Linked DNA regions of Mus musculus: all the other regions are linked to region 1. Evidence: chromatin contacts called from public Hi-C and promoter capture Hi-C data. All regions are on one chromosome and are shown on one strand. Each heading gives the region's core, a stretch centred on a gene start, on an enhancer-like site or on the middle of the called end of the contact. The rest is flanking DNA. Distances are from core to core; before and after follow the strand shown.

The links. Promoter capture Hi-C pulls out the DNA fragments that hold promoters and counts their contacts. Hi-C and Micro-C count contacts between places; a contact is called where the count stands out from the background.
Region 2: a contact with region 1 is called in a promoter capture Hi-C map of erythroid cells, with 73 times the contacts expected there. The contact joins the promoter of Nono here to the promoter of Kif4 in region 1. A contact is called at or near these places in 2 of 39 promoter capture datasets (erythroid cells and pre-B cells), 1 of 484 Hi-C or Micro-C datasets (CD8 T cells), 4 of 115 datasets of contacts at active chromatin or transcription factors (astrocytes, extraembryonic endoderm stem cells, microglia and 1 more) and 2 of 9 other capture datasets (adipose tissue and liver).
Region 3: a contact with region 1 is called in a Hi-C map of CD8 T cells, with 4 times the contacts expected there. The contact joins the enhancer-like site here to the promoter of Kif4 in region 1. A contact is called at or near these places in 1 of 39 promoter capture datasets (cranial neural crest), 2 of 484 Hi-C or Micro-C datasets (CD8 T cells and muscle stem cells), 4 of 115 datasets of contacts at active chromatin or transcription factors (astrocytes, microglia, neural progenitor cells and 1 more) and 2 of 9 other capture datasets (adipose tissue and liver).
Region 4: a promoter capture Hi-C map of erythroid cells shows a contact between it and region 1, with 17 times the contacts expected there. The contact joins the promoter of Snx12 here to the promoter of Kif4 in region 1. A contact is called at or near these places in 1 of 39 promoter capture datasets (erythroid cells), 1 of 484 Hi-C or Micro-C datasets (LSK cells), 1 of 115 datasets of contacts at active chromatin or transcription factors (astrocytes) and 1 of 9 other capture datasets (adipose tissue).

What each region holds. Positions count from the first base shown.
Region 1 is chrX:100,624,247-100,627,866 of GRCm38.p6, forward strand. It overlaps Kif4 (kinesin family member 4), which reads left to right and starts at 1,819. Exons shown (of 30, transcript NM_008446.2): 1 at 1,819-2,342; 2 at 2,458-2,572. The coding sequence starts at 2,223. It overlaps Pdzd11 (PDZ domain containing 11), which reads right to left and starts at 1,695. Exons shown (of 7, transcript NM_001356384.1): 1 at 1,640-1,695; 2 at 1,042-1,141; 3 at 549-632; 4 at 287-343. The coding sequence starts at 1,128.
Region 2 is chrX:101,428,114-101,431,733 of GRCm38.p6, forward strand. It overlaps Nono (non-POU-domain-containing, octamer binding protein), which reads left to right and starts at 1,538. Exons shown (of 12, transcript NM_023144.2): 1 at 1,538-1,649; 2 at 2,380-2,439.
Region 3 is chrX:101,330,903-101,334,522 of GRCm38.p6, forward strand. No RefSeq gene overlaps it. Among named protein-coding and RNA genes, the nearest start is that of Gm31385, 5.4 kb to the right of the region's middle. Within about 2 kb of position 1,784, at least 396 of the 459 cell types and tissues checked have an H3K27ac peak or open chromatin away from gene starts, as enhancers often do. A contact at or near this core is called in CD8 T cells, adipose tissue, liver and 4 more, where this site is marked.
Region 4 is chrX:101,220,633-101,224,252 of GRCm38.p6, forward strand. Snx12 (sorting nexin 12) reads right to left here and starts at 1,931. Exons shown (of 5, transcript NM_018875.2): 1 at 1,630-1,931. The coding sequence starts at 1,794.

The DNA of each region.
Region 1 (3,620 bases), core at 569-3,068:
ACTAAGGTCCTATGTCACCATTGTCTGCCTTGACTTTATAGATTGTTACCTACTCCTAATCTTCCCCCTTCTGCCTCTCGAGTTCTCAGAGTACTGACATGCCCACATGCCCCAGCATACTGGCCCCAAGTACAGTTCTCAAAGGGAAAGGCTGAATTTCCATTATGTCTATCCTATGACTCCAGCGGGTCATCCATTTTTTTATCTGCTGGGCCACCAGTGCACTTTAATATGATAACAAAGTAGCTAGCCATACAGCCTATCATACACACACATTCACACAGACCTTGGAGATGAAGATGCCTAGCTGCGAGGCCTTTCCTCCTCGGATGTTAAATCCCAACTGAAAGACAAAAGGACACAGGATGCAGACTCAGCAGAGACATAAGAACAGGGACATCTATGTACTCAGAAGAAAAGGAGATGCTGTAGAAGTGCCACCTCTGCTTTTCTGGTCACCTACCTCCCAATCCACATCCACACCCCAACCATGGCCAATTTCTGGCATGGACCAAACGTTACTGGAATAAGAGCCCCTATAAGTTTACCTGAGCACCAGGAGGCTTCTTCAGTGTAACAATTCGGGGCAGAAACTGGGTCAACTCATTGTTGTAGTCTGGGTGGTACACTCTCTGCAAGATACAGCAATCCCCGAAATCTTATTCCCAGTCTTAGATGTGTTACATCTACCTTCTTTTAGAATACCAATAAACCAGATATATGTCAGGAATTGGTAAAGCCATTGACTCAGTTTACAAAGCACAGATAAAACAGTCCAGAGGAGTGGCTGTTTAGTCTCGGGACATGTTAGTGGCCCTATAGATCCCTAGTCCTTTCTTATTGACAGGATGGAAATTAAGGCTCTGAATTTTCAGAATTCACCAGTGTGAAGGGTTCTGGCATGGTGATTCTGCAAGAAGTCACCAGTGGGTCACTGTTGCTCAGAATTCACCTAAGATCCACTCTCCACTGAGTTTCCTAGCCCTGCTACTTTTTCTTTCATAGATCTCATGATTATTCAGGAATGCAGATGGCGCCCACCTCATGAGGAGGAATCCACGCTGGAGGGTTTTCATAGGCCGGCAGGAAAACCACAGGGTAGTCATCATAGGGAATCCGGTTGTCCATTTCAGGCAAAGCCCTGAAAAGGACGAATCAAAGGAAACGAAAATGATTTTAAAAAGGACCAAGCACTCTAAGTTCCAGAAAGCCTTCCAGCCGAGGGCCATTCCTTTATGGGACTAGCCCACAAGTAGGTGTTAAGATTGGGGAGGGGGGGTAGGGAGGAGAGGCAGGCTACAAAACAAAATAACAAAAACAAAAGACAAAAAAATTAATTTTTTAAGCACTCTAATGGCATGTTTGCATTTCTCACAATTCTACAAAAAACAATAGGTGTCACCACTTCCAACCTAGGAAAAGAGAATCTACACATCTACAAAGATCTACTTTAAAACAGCAAGGGAGTGCCAACTCTTAACTATCCCATAGGGATTGGGGCCAGACACAATCTCTAGAGGTGCTTAGTAAACGTGGTGTCCACAGACGGGTTCCGTCTACACGGGCTACCTTCTAGATCCAGGTCCTGCAACCCGCCCGAATCCCGCGCTCGCGACCACTTAACTCAGGGCCACCTCACCGGTAAGAAGGCCTCGGTCAGCGACAGCCAATTCGGCGTCGGAACCGGAAGCGGATGCTCCTACCACCCTGCCGGGGCGGAGCTCTCTTTGGGCGAGCCAGAGCTCCAGCCTCCTTGCGCGTCACGGTGTGCGTGCTCAAGTTCGTCTGCTTCTCACAGGCTGTACGCGCTCCGATTGGCTGGCGCCTCTGGGATCAATTTGAAACTTGGCGGTTAAAGCTCCGGTTGGAACAGGGCGCCAGGGAAGGTCGGTGAGAGGGACGTTTAGTTTGGTGAGTTACCCGGGCACCGCGTTAGCTCCGATTCTGCGCTTTGGAGCACTTTAGGGCTTGGGGTCGCGGTTGCTGTCTCTGCTGGAGTTTCCTTATTGCTGACGCCGCTTCGCCCTGCAGTATTGGGACTGACAAACCTTTAGGCGGTGGCCAAGAGTGACAGGACACCGTGATCCCGCTGGGAGGGAGAGTGCATCAGCGAGTTCCGAGCTCTCCCACCGCCTGAGAAGGGCCTTTCCACTCCTGCCAGCCTCCGGGGGCTCCTGGGAGAGCCGGCTTCACCCAGCACGGACACCTGCTGAGCTGGTACCATGAAAGAAGAGGTGAAGGGGATTCCCGTAAGAGTGGCACTGCGTTGTCGCCCCCTCGTCTCGAAAGAGATTAAGGAGGGCTGCCAGACGTGCCTTTCCTTTGTGCCCGGAGAGCCTCAGGTGGGTAGTCGAGTCTGGAGTGGCTTCCTCCACAGCTGAGGCTGAAAGGAGCGAGGGGCGTGGTCAGGCATTTTTTTTTTAATCCTTCCCCATCCTTGTCTCTTGCCTCTTGCAGGTGGTGGTTGGTAATGATAAATCATTTACCTACGATTTTGTGTTTGACCCCTCTACTGAACAGGAAGAGGTCTTTAATACAGCAGTAGCTCCACTCATAAAAGGCGTGTTTAAAGGTGAGGCTGTCTAATTCACTGGGCGTTTGTGTGTGTGTGGGTGGGTCATATAGGCACTACAAATAAGAGGAATGGATGAAACAGACTTCTGCCTTTAAAAACAGCCCACAGCCTAGTAACACATCCAGTTTATCTTTGACCTAGACATATTTTGTTGTCTTGGGACCTCACAGAGAACCTTTCATTTCAGCACTTGGGAGGCAAAGACTGATGTAGAAGCCATGGAGGGATGTTCCTTACTGGCTTCCTTCCCCTGGCTTGCTCAGCCTGTTCTCTTATAGAACCCAAGACTACCAGCCCAGGGATGGTCCCACCCACAAGGGGCCTTTCCCCCTTGATCACTAATTGAGAAAATGCCTTACAGTTGGATCTCATGGAGGTATTTCCTCAACTGAAGGTCCTTACTCTGTGATAACTCCAGCTGTGTCAAGTTGACACAAAACTAGCCAGTACAACCACCCTCCTTGATTTGGCTTATGCTGTGCTGGAAAGCAAACGCATGGCTTTGTGTATGCTAGACAAGTACTTTGCCAAGTGAGCTATAGGCCCAGACTTTATTGTAAAACTTGAAAACACTGTAGTTATAGTAGTTATAGAAATGTTGCAAGAACAGCATAAAGATGCCATTTTTTTCATAGAATCATTGGTAATAAGTTGTTGATGTTATGATCCCTGAATACTTTACCATATATTTCCAGTAAGCGTCATGACATAGCCATCATAATCACAGAAGTTGCAATGTCTTGTTACTACTTTCTCATCCTCAGCCCTGTTCAAGTGTTGCCAGTTGTTTCAGTAATACCCTTGATAGCAAAGAATTTAGTTCAAAAATCATGGTATGATTAGCTGCTGCGCCCTTCTTATAGTCCCCAAGTCTAAAGTAGTCCTTGAACCTTTGGGCTTTGTGTTTTTTAAAGCCTTCATTGTTTTGATACTTGAAGATTACAAAGCACTTGTATCTTTCTTTTTGCTTTTATCTAACGTTATGATAAAATTTGAGACGGTTTTTTGTGTTTGTTTGTTTTTTTAGCAGAAACACCACAGGCGT
Region 2 (3,620 bases), core at 288-2,787, 800 kb after region 1:
GGTTTAGAAAGTATTCACCTTTTAAATCATGTATACATATACATGTATGTGTAATTTTGTTGTTATTGTTTTGTGTTGAGACAGAGTCTTAGGTACTGGATACCTTGCTACTCACTGTGTAGTCCAGGGTGGCCTTCTGGGCAAGGAGGCTCCTTTTTCAGCCTCCTGAGTACAGAAGTTAAAGGCTTAATCATTTCTGTTTGATTGTGACAGTCATACGTAGTAAACAGCTGTCATAATTGGATAGTGGATATAGGAGATCAGTAGTAGGGCTGAAACTTCATACTGAAGGGCATTATCTGATCTTGATCCCCCCCATTTTCTTTTTTCATAATAATGTGCTATCTTATCTCAAAGAATTTGGGAACCATTGGGATAAATATACCCACTATAGTAAGTTGTAGCCATATGTTGATGCACACGCACACGCAAACGGGGTGGATTGGGTAGAATATAGCTAGTCTCTACTACTGTATTGAATGGTGCCACAGAACCTTCCCAACATTGTAAGAGGCTTATTAGACAGCACAGTTCCATATCATTGTATCCCCATACAAGGTATAGGTAATGCCTATTGAGATAATCTGCCATCAGGAGTATGAATTAATTACTGAGGATTAACTACTGGTGCCTATCTATTGAACCTTGTAATCCTTGGTTAACCGCCTGGGAGAGCTAGGCATTATGGAATAACGAAGGTTATTATTACCTGATAGGCCTCCTATGGGATAAAGAGTAGGTCTGATGTGAAGACCTCCAACATACTGGTTCAGGCACCGCCGACCAACCTGTTGAGTCTCTCTGCGATGGGAACCTTAGTCTGTTTGGCCTATCGGGTTCTCTGGTTACTATGGAAATGGTGCTAGTCACAGTTCTGGGTAATCACTGAGCTTAAAGTGTCAAAATCGTTTGCCCTCCTGCCTGTTTCTACAATCATGTCCATTTCAGTTACACTTCCCAAACATACCCAGCACTGAGAAAGGAAACTAAAACTGTATAGGGTGTCAGGGTAGACGCTTTGAGGAAGTGTGGAAAAAAAGAAACATGGCGGGGCACATTTTTTTTTTTCAGTAGCAAACGGCTAGCTCTACCACATAGAATACAATGACATTGTTAGTCTTAATTTTGCACAGGCGCAGTGCATAAATTCTCAGCACACGCCTACGTGCACATTTTCCCCCCTTTTCGCTCCGATCTTCCTCTCGCACAAGTTCTCTTCTCTCCTCCTCCCACCGCTAGGTTTTCAGTCCTTCCGTAGGGCCGGGTGAGCCTCTCCTTCCGACCCCCTACCTTCCACTGCTGGCTCCCCCTCCCCCTTCCTTTTCCGTCTTGTGCTCGGCGCCTCTAGTGCATGCGCATAAGCTACGAAGCCTCGCTCTTTGTCCCCATCTGTCGTTCACACGAACCCAAGGCTTTGACAGTCGGTAGCCAATAAACGTTAAGAAATGGCGGACTAATGAGACTTTCTCGGGAGATAAACTTTGACTGGCAGTTCACATAGCCAATCGGGAATCCAAAATTGACCCCCCCCCCCCTCGGGAGGTACCGAGCTCCGTCGGCTCGTTTCCGGCGGTCGCGCGCTCTTTTCTCGGGACGGTGGAGGCCGTGCAGCGTCGCCCATACTCCGAGCAAAGAACTGTGGCCAGAGGGTGAGTTTGGGGATGGCTCTTTGGTTGCTTAGGGATGCGGTGGGGCTTCCTGCGACACTCTGGAAAGGGAGGGGTTGGGGCGAGGCCGAGTTTGCACACGGGCTATGGGTTCCGAAGGCCCGGGAGGCCTTTCCCCCTCCGCACAAGGCCTTCGCAGCCCACCCATGGGGGCCAGAGCGCTCCCTGCTCCCCGCCGCGGGCATTAGCCAATGCTTTTCTTGCTTCCTTGCCCAGACTCTTTGTGCTGCTCACCCCCAATTTTAGTGGCCCTAAGTTGTTGGCTTCTTGAACGCCCTGGGCCACAGGGTGTGGGGTCTATTATACTAAGGCCCTGAAGTCGAGGTTAGAGGAGGAGGCGCTTTGCTTTGTCGGATGCTCCTCCCTAGCCTTTCAAGGCCATTAATTCCTAGAGGGCCTGTGGGGCCCCTGGAGCTATGGATTTTTTGTTGTTGTTGTTTTGTTATTTGAAACGAAAGTGGGAAGTTTGCTAGTTCAGACCCCTTGGCTTTTGGTGCTAAGTTCATGAAACACCCTCCACCCCACCCTTGCACGCGCGCGCGCGCGCGCCTTTTTTCCGAACCCCTTGCTCCTTAAGCTTTTCCTAGGCATTTGTAGGCATCGCTTTTCTAAATTAAAAAAAAATGTTGCTTTCTGTGGCATTACTTTCGAGTATTTTTCACTTTGCGGACGTCTTACTGTAAGCTGACACCTTTCTTTGTGTTTTTAACAGCAGTCGAGGTTAGTGAGGACTGCGAGGCAGACACTTTGCTGTGTTCAAATCCAAGTCAAGGTAGGTGCAGGAGGTAGGGTCATCAGGTAAAGTGCAGGATGCTTAACTAATACAGATTTTACAGATGAGAAATTAATTTGGGGGGCACTTTTCATGTTATTTAAGCTAAACCGTTTTTAGAATCTGAAACTAAAATGTGACTGAGTGGTGTGGGTTTTTTTTTTTGTTGTTGTTTTGTTTTTATAACCCCTAATTATGGCTGTTCTAATAGGGGTTAGTGCTTAAATTTATGTTTGTCCACTTCATTGTTTTTTAAATAAAAAGTCCTAAGAAACTCAGCCGCCTTTACCGTGATTGTATTCTACAGCTTTAACAGTCGCCCACCAGGCAACCATATCAGCCTAGCAAGTTCACACTGGATTTCTCTAGCAGTTTTTCATTTAGTAATTTGACTCTTCTAAAATTGAGAGGACCTTGATTTAGATTTCAGATACCTGTGATTAATATGGTCCTGAACATGTCTGCAGGTATATCACACACAGTAGCTATAGTCTCTTTCATTGTGGTTAATCTTAGGACGTGATAGGAGACAGAAATCCTAACTGCTGATCTCTGTAGTTAGGGTTTGGTAAGTTTATTTCTGCAAAATTATATTATTGCATTTAACATAGGAACATTTCTTTCATGCTTGGTACTTGCTGTGTATACAGTGGTAATTTAGATTCTTTGGGCAGTGCTAACCTTCCTTGGTAAATGGAAACTTATGGAGAAGACTACATGGAAGGGAAAGATTTTGAAATCTGTCACCATGGGGATTTTTATTCAAAAACAAATAAAATAAATTTGGTTGTTACACGTTATCCATGCACTCAGGAGGCAGAGGCAGGTGGATTTCTGAGTTCCAGGACAACCAAGGCTACACAGAGAAAGAGAGAAACCCTGTGTGTGGGGGGGGGGGGGAAGAAAGAAAGAAAACAAGTTCTCCATGGTCAGACATGGTGGCAGAGGCAGATGGACCTCTGAGAGTTAAAGGCCAACCTGGAGTACAGAGTTCCAGGACAGCTAAGGCTATGCTGCGAGATTGGGTCGAAAGGAAGGAAAAAAGAAAGAAAGAGAAAGATTCAATTGTTGGGTGTTTATACTTTTTCTATATTGACAAGTTAGGGAGAATCTGATGATGACATTCTGTTTAACAGTCCTGTTTCTTTTTCTTTCTTTTCTTTTTTCTTTTTTTTTTTTCC
Region 3 (3,620 bases), core at 534-3,033, 710 kb after region 1:
CTCTGTGAAATGGCTGTTTGATCCCACAAAGGGGTCAAGACCCACAGGTTAAGGACTGCAGATATTGATGAGATTATTGATGGAGAGGGTACATAATTGCAGAGGGAAATGAAAATAGCAGAAAGAACAAAAAAGAGAGAGAGAGAGAGCCATCTTTACGGTGTTTTGATTCCTAGAAAGCTGCTTTTTTATTTGCATAGGCTCCAACTCTTCCCTGGTTCCCACAAAACGGGGGTCCATGAGTAAAGGCCCTTTAACCATACTCGCCAAGATGTGGACAAGTCCCTTTTTATCTTTCAGTTAAGATACTTTTCAAGCCTGGTGTGGTGGCACATACCTTAAATCCCATCACTCAGGAGGCTGAGACAGGCTGCTCTCTGTGAGAGGCCAACCTGGTTTACAAAGTGAATTCCAGGACATTGAGAGCTGTGCAATAAAGAAAACCATGTCTCAAAAAATGTTTCTTTTGGTTTTTCAAGACAGGCTTTCTCTGTGTAGCCCTAGCTGTCCTAGAACCCTCTGTAGACCATGCTGGCTTGGAACTCAAGAGATCCACCTGCTTCTGCCCCCACCCCTCAGTACTGGGATTAAAGGCGTACGCAGGCGCAGCTCAAAAAGACCCCCCCTTCCCTTTTGAGATAGGGTATCTCCATATTGCCCAGGGTTTCCTGGAAATATGTGGACCAGACTAGCCTCAAACTCACCAAGATCCTCCTGCCTCAGCTTCCTGAGTGCCGAGATTAAAGGTATGGGCTACCAAGCTTGGCAAGGGAACAAGAAAACTTCCCAAGTAATGTTTGTGGGTCACCTCATAAACAACAACACATTTTACACAGATTGACATATTTTATCTTGTAAATTGTAAAGTTTTAAGATTTCTGATCCTGAATTTACATTGAACCTATTCAAGGAACTTAATCAAATCAACTTTTCCAAACTAGAGAGGGCTCAGGCATTGGACCTCACTCACTACCTGGAGCTAAGCCTGGCATGGACCTTTAGGGATTAAGAGTGGTGGGCAGTGAGCAGGGTGTGGTGGCGCACGCCTTTGATCCCAGCACTTGGGAGGCAGAGGCAGGAGAATTTCTGAGTTCGAGGCCAGCCTGGTCTACAGAGTGAGTTCCAGGACAGCCAGGGCTACACGGAGAAACATTGTCTCGAAAAACCAAAAAAAAAAAGGTGGTGGGCAGAATCGGCCTCCCTTCCTGGTCTCCCAAGCCTGTCAAGACCCGGGTGGGTGCTTTTATTTTGTCAAGTGCTGCCCTCCTGTAGTTCCTCCAACCACTCTAGCCCAGGCTTCGTCCACCCCTTTTCAGGCTTGCAGAGGGGGAAAAAAGCCCAGGGAAGACCCCGCCCTTTCCCAGAGCTGTACGATGTGTTTAGAATATGGCTGATAACTAAGACAAATGTGCTTGCGAACTGGAAAAAAAACAACTTGGAATCCTGACAGCTTTCTGAAAATCCGGCCCCATGATGGCCGTCCCTACTCTTTCTTAGCTAGTCTTTCGTTTTAGTGCTCAAAAGTGGCCATGTGACCTTGACGGCAAACGCCATCTTCCTGCCAGGGGGCCCTGCGCGCGTCCGTAGCCTTGGCCGCCGCCAGCGCCCAAGCTTTTCGGATCTCAGCAGCTTTAGACCGCCTCCCAAGACCCCTTTTCCGGTCTGCGAGGCCTGAGAGACTCTCAGATCATTGGTGGAGAAAGTATGATTGACACCATCCCTGTCTAATGACTGGCTACCTCTTTTCCCGGCTCTGATGACTAGTTCCGCTTCCTTTCCCCGAGTCTTTTTGATGACTCATCCCTCTGTCTGCGCTGCGCAAAGTGGCCTTTCCCGGCCCCGCCCCTGCTGCCCGCCACCCTCCGCCCCCGCCAAAGAGAAGGAGCTTCGGGAATTTTATCTGAAGGCGCGCGCGCGCCCGCGCGCCCCCCTTCTCCGCCCCGCCCCCCGCCGCCGCCGCCAGCGTGCGCGCGTGCGTGTGTGTGTGCGTGTGCCTGTATGTGTGTGTGTGTGTGTGTGTGCCTATGTGTGTGTGTGTGCCTATGTGTGTGTGTGTGTGTGTGTGTACTTGAAGCTAAAACACTTATTTCCGCACAGGAAGGAGTCTCATTTCCATATAAGGAGCTTAACCCCTCACTGTCCTTTGAGGTTTCTGTCTTACTTGTTGGAGGCCGGGGAAGGAAAAATGATTGGGAGGGGGACTGCCTCGGCTTCCACTTCAGCCCCAGATCACAGGGGGCTGCCTTTGCTCCAGCTGCCAGCCACTCTGAGGGAGGAGCCTGGAAAGGTGGAGTTAGGTGGAGGCTTTCGGATCATTCTGTAGGTCTCTGGGGACATACGTGTCAATCATATAGGACAACCTTAACAAAGATTGTAATCCTAAAGAGGAATCCAGCCTTCGGTAGATAATGGAGAAAACAGAGAGCCCAGGCAGAGCGAAGAAGCTGCTGGATTCAGATGAAAGGATGGATGTCTACCTGAGCCAGGGGCCCTATGTCATCCATGCTCCTGCGTGCCCTTACAGCATGTTTTCCCCGACTGGGTTAAATGAAGCCAGAAGCTGTGTAAAGGGAGCTGGCTACACTTGTCTCCTTTAGGCTGCTTCCTGTAGTCTCGTTTTGCTTCTTCATGCTCAGACATCACTTCTCCGCCAAGTTTCTTATCCCACAGGTAAAGCTGCCTGAAAGTAGCAGTGTAGCCTAGGGTTTCATAGGCTCTGTGTGCAGTAAACACCCATAAGCCTGAGTATTGCATCAAAGAATGGAGATTTCCGAACCACATACACTGAGGTGTGGTGGTTAGGAGGGGGCTGAGTTTTTATCTTCCATCTCTAGTTCTCCCTGTAGAGGTCCCCTGGCTGAATCCCACCCACCGTTCATTTGCATTGTCCAGGCTCGACCCTCTACCTTCTGCATGGAATAGCCAAGGAACAGGAAAGAGGCAACATGTGTTTTGCCCATGCTGGGGTAAAGGGTCAGTGCAGACACAAATCCTCCTTGGCTTTTGTTTCCGATTTTGACCATTTCAAGAATCAGCACACGAATGGTGGAAATTTAGACTTTTCCCATTGCGCTGATAGGCTGTGTGATCCTCTGCCGGGATGCTGGGCTGTGGTATAATCCCCCTGGCAACTGGAATATTCTACTAGGAGACGTGTACCCTTGCCTAATGCTATCAACTGCTTCCAGTTTCTCCTCTTTATTATAAAGCGTTTCTCCACTCACTGCCTTGCCTTTGTTAATTTACCCACGGTACCTGCTCTGATGGTCAAAGACAACCAGGGCTGAGTGACACTGAAGATGTAGAAGGTTAACACATGATGGATAAGAGAATGGGGAGCAGGCAAGTGTGAAAAACAGGCAGTCACAATGTTTTATACTGTCCACATATCTGGGAGTAGCGCTAGTGGGGAGGGGCGGTAATCACAGTAAGTATAATGATTGTGGTACTTGTCAGTCTTAGATGTTTCTAGGCAGATTGGGAACTGCAAGGCCATTGGCTTTCAACTGTAAGAATTCCTAGAGGATGTTGCATTTGTTTTAAATATTTACTAATTTGTGTGTATGCTCACATGCATGCGTGTGTGTATGTGTGTGTGTGTGCGTGCATGCATGCCATTG
Region 4 (3,620 bases), core at 681-3,180, 600 kb after region 1:
GTGGGAGGCAGAGGTTGGTGGATCTCTGAGTTTGAGGCCAGCCTGATCTACAAAGCAAGTTCCAGGACAGCCAGGGCTACACAGAGAAACTTGGTATCAAAAAAAAATTTTTTTTAAAGAAACTAAAACCTAGTTTGGGCTTGGCCCATAGTAGGGACTAGTTGGATGGTCTCTGTTATCAGAATTCCTAGAGAACTATTTCCTTACTAATCCCTAAGGTTCTTATGCACCTAGACAAGGTGAACAGACCCTAAAGGCACTCTTTACACTGAACAAGTTAGACTTAGGGTCCCTTGAGTAGTCAAGCCTTCCTCCATGATCACCTCTCTTCTATCAGTTTGAAGAAGATAAATCCCATCCTTCTCCAAAGAGAACATTTCAAATAGTCTAGCCTCCATAAAAACAGTTGTGCTTCATGCTGTGATGGCTTTCTGCCCCCTCTCAATTGAGAGGGTGCCATTGCTCCATAAGATTGTCAGGCACAGGTAGAACAAACATTCTTAATTCAATTCATCTTTTTAAAAAAATGAGAACTTCATATGACTCATAGATCTTCAAAGCTATTCAAAAGAGATACTGTTCGAAAAGAATATCCTGCATCTCTAACCTGAGAAGAAAACACAAGTAAAAAAGAAAAAATGGTTCTTAAATTTTTTTAATCTGTACCATTTCAACTGGGCAAAAAAAAAAAAAATACCTGTGAACCATGTACTATATCTTGCACTGTGGACTAAGCACTGTGGAGTAAGAGAATAAAGTCCCCTGGGGTGCAGACTAGAAGAAGCCATTCCTGGAGCCCTTCTGAAATGTCATGTATTAAAGTAACTACAGATTAGGGGAAGACAAGGCAAATGCTGCCTTTCCCATAAACCCTAAGTGAACGCCAATAAAACCTGAAGTCACCATTGTGGATACTTCACATCTAAAGGCTTAGCAGAGGATGGGAGCAGCAGCTGACAATCCCCAATCCCGGTGCAGGGCCGGGTTTCACGTGAGACATGACATTGTGGTACCTAAGAAACTTAAGCATAAAACAGTTCTCTCTTGCAGATGTCAATCTTACACAAGTCAGCAAAGCATTCTGTCTGCAAATTGCTTTTCTACTGCTCCCATAAGCCCACTGTCTCCCTTTCCTTCACTCACTCTTGCCTTGAACTAAAGGTTTTGCTTAACTCCATCATCCCAGAGAGATCTTATTAGGAAGAAGCTGAGCCCTCCTGCCCTCCCCCCTTTAGAATGGCTTCCCATAACCTAGTTTAGTTATAGAACCCAGCGATACATCGCCTTGGCTTTCCATCCCCCAGCCTTCTTCCATCCTCCCCTCCCGTCCTGTCAATCATGTTCTAGTCTACTTGGATTCCTCACTAATCTTTGTCCATCGTCCACACCCTGTCCAGCCATGCCTCACTTCTTCCTTGTAAGTACTTGTTTTCCTTCATCCCCGCCCCAAGTCCCCTCTGGACTTTTCTGTACCCTCGGGCCACAGCTGAGTCTGCAGCCTCCTCTCCAAACCTTCCAAGCCCTAACCCTCACATGACCCCTCCAAGGCGGCCCGCCGTTAGTCGTCCCCATGCCCCCTCCCCTCCTGCTCCGTCCTCCCTCAGCTGTCTCCCTCACCCCGTGACTCACCCGCATGCGAACCTCATAGGTGGTGAAGCGCGCGCGGCCCACGCCCACCGTCTGTGGATTAAAGATGTCTATCTCCAGGAAGTTACTGGGCGGCCCGTAAGCGTCGGTCAGGTCTTGGGGCTTCGAGTTAAGGCGCCTAGTGTCAGCCACTGCGGTGTCCGACATCTTTCCGAAGAAGAGCCCGGTACCGGCGAAGGGGGTGGGGGACAGAGGCCTGAGGCAAGAGCGCGCACAGCCCCTCCCGCTTGCAAAATAACCAGCCAACCCCCAGACGACGGCGGCGCGCACGCGCGCACGCATGCGCGCACGCACACACCGCCCGAGCCTCGGGCCCTTCACTCTGAATAGTTGCCATGCAGACTAGGGCTGGTACTCTATAATGCAAGCGTCATTCAGACTTCCGGGTGGTACTGGTAGCAGCCCCGGAACCTGCATCTCCAATACTCACTGCCCCAGTAGTTTGAGAAGCACCACACGCATGCTCCTCCAATCTGTGTCCCTCAACCCAAGAAATTGGCTCACCCCGTGCATCAATCAAGCAGTGGGCACTGCCCCACAAGCTATTATCCTAAGGTGATAGGCCGAAACCCCAGGTCCTTAAGTCCGGATTTTCCCTGAAAATAGAATGGTTTCTGGAAGGTGGGGTTCCAACAATAATAGAAAAAACGTAGACTGCAGGCTTACTACTTGTGCCACTGATAGTTTCAATTCAAGCTACACGCAAGTGTAAGCAATACATTGTGGTGCCCGGGAATCAGTAAACACGAATTGCGTAAACAATAAAGATTTCATGTTCTCACTTTTCAGGAATAGTGGGTGTATCTTCATGCCCCACATGTTGCTACATAACAACTAATTCCAGGCATATTCATTTCTTAACAAATTTCAGGATCTTTACTTCATAACTTCTGTCTATATGCTGCAGAACCCGCACTTGGCTATGCTGTGAGCTTGTTTGCAACCTCTCATGAAAGTATGTGTCTGCATGAGAACATCTACAGAAGAACATATTTACATACGTGTAAAATGTATTTGCACATGTTATGTACATACTAAGACAAAGTCTTACATTTATCCTAACTGTCCAGGCTTCCCTTGAACTTGTGGCAGTGCTCCTGCCAAGCCCTCTGGGTTTCAGTGTCACCATGGCCAGCTAGGAATTTTTGTGGTTCTTATGTAGTTTTGAGACACTGTCTCATGAACCCCAGGCTGCTTTCAAACTTGCTTTATAGCAGAGAATGACCTTGAAATCGGACCCTTCGGCCTGTCTCTCCCAAATGCTGTTTTGTGCAGTGCTATGGATCAAATCCAGGCTCTACAAAATCAGCTATATCTGTAGTCCTTAAACATACATTTTGGGGGGGGGGAGTTCAAGACAGGGTTTCTCTGTGTAGCCCTGGCTGTCCTGGAACTCACTCTGTAGACCAGGTTGGCCTTGAACTCAGAAATCCACCTGCCTCTGCCTCCCGAGTGCTGGGATTAAAGGTGTGCGTCACCACGCCCGGCTAAACATACATTTTTTAAAACTAATTTATATATATCCCTTCATTTTGTAAATTATTTATTATCATTTTAACTTTTAAATAAGTATTTTTGATGTGTCTGCATATTTTGCCTGCGGGTGTGTCCATGCACCAAGTGCATGAAGTGCCTTAGGAGGCCAAAAGAGGATGTCAGATCCTCTGGAACTGGAGTTACAGATGGTTGTGTGAACCACTTTGGGTGCTGGGACTTGAAGCTGGGTCTTCTGCAAGACAGCCAGTGCTCCTAAGCACTGAGCCATCTCTCCAGCTCTGCATGTCCCGTATTAAGGGGTAAACAGGTGGCAATTTTAGGTCCTCTTTCCTCCTCCCATCACCTAACCTCCTCTCCTACAAAAATAACCTCATATTACTGAAGACTGGAGTCTTTCAACAAAGCACAAGGGCTTATAATAATTAATTTAATTTAATATAACTGATATCAACAAACTACTTCCATGCCAAGCACTG